Regions from separate parts of the Zea mays genome. Here region 2 is linked to region 1. Evidence: chromatin contacts called from public Hi-C data. All regions are on one chromosome and are shown on one strand. The core of a region is the stretch at or near the end of the contact, and the rest is flanking DNA. Distances in the headings are between cores, read along the strand shown. Region 1 holds the start of LOC100274069 (Transcription factor Pur-alpha 1). Region 2 holds the start of LOC100382007 (putative RING zinc finger domain superfamily protein).

Region 1 (3,325 bases), core at 757-3,256:
CGCCCGACCCCACCACGTGGGCGACTCCGGGGCCGCCACGTGACCAGAAAAGGTAACATATACCATGATATCGTCAGTGGATCCGGACCCCATGGGAAAGTGCCGGACCCCAGCATACATAGCCCGGACCTCCGGGTACGACCCAGGACCTCCACGTTCCCCCGGATGGGACCCGGACCCCTCTAAGTGAGGTCCGGGCCACCCACGGCAAGGTTCCGGGATGGAGAATACCCTGGCCTAGGTCAGGGACGCACAGGGGTCCGGCGTAGACACTTGCCAGGGCTTTGTCCAGTGCGCTTCTGCTCCCCGCTCAGGTGGAGACCCGATGATGCTACATGGCCTATTGCCCGTGACGTAAGCCAGCGGGCGGAGCTTGACGTAAGGCCTCTGGGCCACGCGATCTCTGCATTTATTGCGGAAAAGACGCACCGCCTGTCCGCCCTGCTGACAGGCGATGTGCCGCCTCGGCATTTAATGTGCCCCGTCCACTCCGCTGGCAGGCGACAACCAAACCACCCTACAGGCGGCGTGCCTGTCCAATCAGACAGCGGGCAGTATGCCCATACCGCCGCGCGCGCGCCATGGTCATCATGACTTATACGATGCCAGGGAAGCTTCTGCTGCACGCCAATGCTACACAAGCAGCGGATATCGAGGCACAGGGAGATTGCACAAGGTGACTGACATTAGTTGCTCCGGGTATTCCATCCGTTATGTCCCTGGGCTCACATGTCGGGGTTCAATGTCTTTGTACGTGCCCCCCTTGAGCTATAAAAGGGAGGGCACGCGACACACAGACGGGACAGAGACTTAGACTCTCAGATCTTAAGCTTCCACAGTAATCCAACACACAGTGGAGTAGGGTATTACGCTCCGGCGGCCTGAACCACTCTAAATCCTCGCGTGTTCCTGAGTTCATCGTTCATCTACCAATAGGCAAAACGCTTAAGCCCCCTCCTCATCTTAGAATTTAGAGCGGGTGCACTCCGCCACCCGGCCGGAGAATCCCTCTCTGACACCGTTTGCATGCTAATTTTCGGTCACATGCAGATTCAATATACCTCTCGCCTATGCCCCTCTCTCTAATAACTCTCTTATTTTTGGTACTTTACGTACCTTAGTGTTTATCTAAAGCCACAACAGCTCATGTGGACAACTTACATCGAGATAGAACCTTTAGTTGGATTTAGGATTGTATATATATAAACCTTCCATATACTGCTATTTATATTTTTCGTTCTATAATTAGAGCTGATTCTATGAAGAAATCATTAATGATTAGTTCGGTGACATGAGAATTAGAGGATAATAAGGGAGGAAATTTCTTACTATTCAATTTTAAATAGTAAGAGCTAGTTTGGGAGCTCGATTTCCTAAAGGATTCATATTTTCCTGAGGGAAAATAAACTACTTTTTTTTAGAAAAATGAAAATCTCTTAAAAGAAAGAAGTTCCCAAACCAGCCTAAGAGATTTCTTCCCTGGTCCCTTCCATCCTCAAACCAGCCCTAAATGAAACTAACCAAACACTTGATCCTACATTCCAAGTGACAGGCTGACCTGATCATAATACTGAACATCGAGTTTCATTGATGATTCAAACTGGCTCTAGTTTCTATGATGTTCGTCAATCGGACACGAGAGAACCAGTCCCAAAAGAGGAATAAAAAGTGCCCAAACCTTACACAGTCCAATCATGTCAGTGAGAGTGAGCCCGCCAGTACCGGGTCGGCATGCCACGAGCGCGCGGTCAGCATCCGCAGGTACAACACGCACGCACGCACACACGAGCACTCCCAGCCCATCCCGCCCACCAAGAATCTACCCGACCCACCGGTTTATGGGCTCCGCTGAAACAGTAGCCCACACGTCAGTCCCTTCCACGACACCCAAACCGGGTCGCCCACCGTTTTCGGAGTAAGCCCCACCTCGAGATCTATCCCCGTTTCCAACCTCACATCCCCTTCCACTCGAGCTCCTTCGTTTAAACCCAAACCCTAATTGCGACCTCCGTTCCCCCAAAACCCTACGGCCATGGACGGCGGAGGCGGTGGTGTAGGGGGAGGCGGAGTTGGGGCAGGTGTCATGGTGGGCGGCGGAGTCGGGCCGGGCGGCGGCGTTGGCGGTGGCGGCGACGTGGAGCTCGTCAGCAAGACGCTGCAGTTCGAGCACAAGCTGTTCTACTTCGATCTGAAGGAGAATCCGCGGGGGAGGTACCTCAAGATCTCCGAGAAGACCTCGGCCACGCGCTCCACCATCATCGTCCCCGTCGACGGCGTGGCCTGGTTCCTCGACCTCTTCGACTACTACATCCGCACCGACGAGCGCGACGCTTTCAGCAAGGAGCTGCGACTCCAGACCAAGGTATCGGCCCGCTTCCTACGCGATTGGCCCCGTTCTTCCGCTGATTCTCGTGCCTTTGTTGCTAATTTTGGTGTGGCTTAATTATGCTCATTGCGTGGTGCAGGTGTTCTATTTCGATATCGGGGAGAACAAGAGGGGCCGATTCCTCAAGGTGACGTAACGTTCTCTGTATGACCGAGTGCAGTTCCATATTTTCTCTATCGTTTTGTGTGTTGGTACGAGAAAATTGCCGAATTGGGGAACTTCATTATTTTTGGAAGCTAAACTGTTTAGCTAGAACAAGGCGTAATTTGTCGCGCTAGAACAGGATTTGCTTGTGTGAATTTAATAACTGAAAATGTCCTATTGTTCTCTTCAGATTTTCATTGGTTCAAAACATCTGGGTCTTAAATGAGTATGATGTATTACTGACTAAGTTTGCCATTGCTATGGAGCATGGGCCCATGTGTCAGAAGCACGGTCTTCCTTGACCAAGGCTTGGGTTCATCAATATGTTAAATGTCCTAAAACGATGTGTTTGAGGGTTACTTCAAACTGTGGAAAGGTTTAGGTCCTATTGGCACAACCAAAAGATGGATGACCAAAATGGGACTTTCCTCTGTAGTAGCTTTTCCCGTCGCAGGTTTTGGTTTCTGCCATCCTGGCAATTTCACTTTTACTGCTTGTAACTACCAGTTATTTGGGTTTTTTTTTAAATTGGTGGCCTTAGTTTTGGTGGTGTACTCAACCGAGCAAAGTAGTATCTTGTGTTTGCCTTTAGAGGCATATTCTGTTGTGTAGACTGTAGAGCATTCTGCTCGTGCAGAATTACCAAGTATTAACTTCTTAACTACTCCTTCCAGTGAAAAATTAATTATGTTTTTGACAAGATCTGATCCAGCTTTTAAAACATTGACTTCAATAACTTAAATTATTTATTTTGGACACCTAAAAATCATGTGTTTTGTCATAAAAAAAAAACTC
Region 2 (3,722 bases), core at 116-2,615, 180 kb after region 1:
ATTTGACTGTTAACACAACACAAATTAATATTCATTAATCAACAACATATGCGAGTGAGTTTTTCTAGTGAATATAGCACATTTTTAGTGGATGTAGCACATTTAAAGAGGTATTTTGATACGTGGGTAAAGTATTTTACCCATACCCGACCCGATGTATTTCGGGTATCCAACCCGATAGGACCCACGGGTGAGTTTTTGTACCCGTATCCATATCCGGTGGGTACGAAACCCGCGGGTATCCATACCTACGGGTCCAACTGCCATGTGTGCAGCCTATTAGACCTATTGTTAGCCAAGAAATGAGGGAGATGGACAGACTTACATACTTCACACGTGACGTACGAAACTGGTGCTCCAAAGGAACAAAGAAGATGTTAGACTGTGGTTCGTGGGTTAGATTGAAAAAGGGTATAGAGATTTTTTTTTAAAAAAAAAGACGAAGGTGAAAATAAGAAAACCAAGTGTTTTATAGGAGTTGAGATGTCTCCAATGTTCAGTTAAAACAATATGCATCTAGCAGTGATACATTCAAGATAAGTTAAGCCATGTATTTTTTTATTAAATAGATTTGTAAGAAGCCGAGATAAATAAGAACTCAGATTGAACAATAAAAACACAAATAGAAAATAAAAAAACAGAAAAGGAAACACAAACGAACATGTATAAAGTTTGATCTAAAGACAAATATAAACATATGATACAATCTCAAACACAATTTAGAGCCCGACCTTAAAATAAATTAAAATATACAGATGGTTATAAGATAAATAACCAAGTCTCACATGCATATATTTACGAGTTACAGCACTGAGCACCATGAATTTATTGGATAGATTTTCGAACTACAAACTCTCTAATAAACTACGTAATACGTTATACCTACAGACTTTAACAACGCACGAAGTGCGTTGATCGTCGTAATATTCTCGAGATAAACCATGAGAACGACCGGCGAAAACAACCCCTGTAAAAAAAGCCGCCACAGAGGTGGTCAGGTGGACAGCATGCGCTCACGCCTCACGAGACAATGCAGGTGGGCCCGGGTCCGGGACACGCAGGATGAGACGCCGTGCACGTGGCCCGGCGGCAGCGGAAAGAAGCGTCGCGAGGCGCGGTCTCGTGTCCACTCAAGGGCTTGTTCGGTTATACCCCAATCCATATGGATTGAGGGGGATTGAGGGAGTTTCAATCCTTAGTAAGTCAAAATTCCCTTCAATCCGTATCAATCCCCTTCAATCCATATGGATTGAAAATAACCGAACAAGTCCCAAGTGGGTGGCCGGAGCAGTTCCGTTTCCGCTCTCAGCCAGGCACAGCGCCAAAGCGGCGACCGGGACTCCGAGACACATTCCCATCCGCACCGGGTTTTGTACCCGCACAGCCACACTGCCCTTCTCTCCCCTTCCTCTCTCCTCTGCGTCGCTTCCACCTCTCAATCTCACCCCACGCCTGCCCCGAGCTCCAACCCTAAAGGAACACACCCCTGCTTGCGGCGGCGGGGAGCGGTCTTGGGCGTCCGCCGTTGCTGTGGCCCAGCCGTGACAGATCCGGGCCCCGCGCCGTTAGGTCGGTGTTTCTTCGGCGACGGTGCAGCCGCTGGATGTTAGTCTGGCGGATCGGGGCTCGTTGTTCGCGTGATTCGAGGTAATTCCTGCGAACTTGGGGGCACCTTTTGCGTTAGTTGGGGGTCCAGATGGGGAATTTTGGTGCCGTCGGGGTAGGTAGCTCCAGATGAATTGTGGCTTTTCATCGGTGCTCACTTCCCATCTGGTATCCTAGTGAGCTGTACTCTTTGCATATGATTCGAGTGTGATATTGTATTGATTTTACCTGATATTTTGTGTTAGCTCCTGCCATAAATTCTTAAGGTAGATTTACCATCGGGTCTTTCGTTATTTATCAGTTAAATATCGAGACTTTTGACGAAAAAAAAAATCATATGGAGAATAATTGTGGCTCGAAAGCAATATAGTCATGACCTTTCGAATTGCACATCGTATTGTGTTCTGGCTCTGGGTGCAGAATTATATTTGTTTTGCTTTAATCCGGATACCGAACAATAAAATAGTGTGCTTGTTCCATCCTGCCATGGTTTTGCACAGTGCTTTTTCGGCAGTAAGAACAGATGCGAGATGCTATTTTGTTGTGTGGGGTGAAGGACCTGGCCTTTGAGTGTACTTTAGTTTTGGAATGTCTTGATGCTGGTCTACCTAACAGCTGCTTTCTTCCTCCACACATTTTCACCCAACTGTAGTTAGCCAGCTCCCCCAGCTTTGTGCCTTCAATTATAAACAAGCATCTATTTCTCATTTCTTTTAGCTCTGTTATTGTGAATGGTGCAGCATGTCAGTCTACAAAAAGACACCATGTTCAGATAAGTGCCGTGGAAATGCGAAATGTGTATGTAGCGTTGGATTTGTGGTCATACAAGAAGGGGACATCATGTTCAGATAAGTGTTGCAGAAATATGTAATGCGAATGTTGGCTGTTGCGTTTGATTTGTGGTCGTGCAAGAAGGGGTAGAATCCAGAACGATGATATGGGTAGCACCAATGGAAGAAAAACTTCTCCAACCAACAGAGACCTCTAAAGGGATGAGTGTGTAATGCAGCACGTAGTGGGATTTTAAGGCGCTAACGGAGATCTCCAAAGGCACGAGTGTGTAGTGCAGCGTGTAGCGGGATTCTAAGGCGCGATAATAATATGAAGTGAGGCAAGCTTCTCCAAACAACGGAGACCTCCAAAGGCACGGGTGTGTAGTGCAATGTGTAATGGGATTCTTAGGCGCTAAAGTGTGATAGTAATAGGAAGAGAGGCAGGGACATGGGAAGAGGTAGGAAAAGGAGATTTCAAAGGATGATCTTGAATAGGAGTGAATGGAGAACAGCTATCCATGTGAACCTTGATTTGTGGCTTCTGTTGTTTTTGAACTCTAGACTACCCCAATTTGCTTGGGGCTGGAACCAAAAGGTTTTGTTGTTTCTTGCTGTGAATAAATGAAGTGGTTGCTTTATAGATATTGATGTTCCCACCTGGAAGTATTTGGGGGTGTATGAGGGAATGCACATGTATTGAAAGCATGCTACTAGTGTTCTTCCATTTGCTAGAAAATTTGCTTTCTCCATACACTTCTGCTTCACCAAAACAAATTCAAATACAGCAGGAACAAGAACCTGTTTGTGTTCTTTATCCTAGTTTGGGCTAATGACCCCTACCTGATCATTCATGTCTTAATGTTGGGTTCATATTAGTTTATGTTTTCCTATGTGTCTTTGTCATGTTCCATTGCCTCTCTTGAAGTCCCTTCAGTACAAGGTTTTAAAGTCGGCTAGTCGACTCTAGTCGCCTGAGCACCGATAAGGTGACTAATCGCGATTAGTCGTCGATTTGCTCGATTAGTCGAGCCTAGTCGACTCCTAGTCGTCCTATAGTCGTCCACCTATAACAGGACCATATGTGTGTGTATATATCAATATATATGAATATATATAGCTGTAGCTGCCTAGCTAGACTGCAGGACTGCATGAACTGTACCAGTGCCACTGCCATCGTTCTAGGGCTGGGGCAACACAGATTCTGGAAAGATGACTTCAACATTATTAGGTCGCCTCCTATTCTCATATGTAGTGGCACAACAATCAAGTGAAGCACAACTCAAGAGGAGGCCAATGCGGGCACAATACTACTCAGTTAGTGAACAGAGAACACTGAACAACCAA

What was found. A called contact is a pair of places that touch in the nucleus more often than the background predicts.
Region 2: a Hi-C map of tassel shows a contact between it and region 1, with 4 times the contacts expected there. The contact joins the promoter of LOC100382007 here to the promoter of LOC100274069 in region 1. A contact is called at or near these places in 6 of 25 Hi-C or Micro-C datasets (bundle sheath, ear, endosperm and 2 more).

What each region holds. Positions count from the first base shown.
Region 1 is chr3:38,072,174-38,075,498 of Zm-B73-REFERENCE-NAM-5.0, forward strand. It overlaps LOC100274069 (Transcription factor Pur-alpha 1), which reads left to right and starts at 2,007. Exons shown (of 5, transcript NM_001148448.1): 1 at 2,007-2,362; 2 at 2,466-2,513. The coding sequence starts at 2,033.
Region 2 is chr3:38,256,602-38,260,323 of Zm-B73-REFERENCE-NAM-5.0, forward strand. LOC100382007 (putative RING zinc finger domain superfamily protein) reads left to right here and starts at 1,366. Exons shown (of 5, transcript NM_001174773.1): 1 at 1,366-1,647.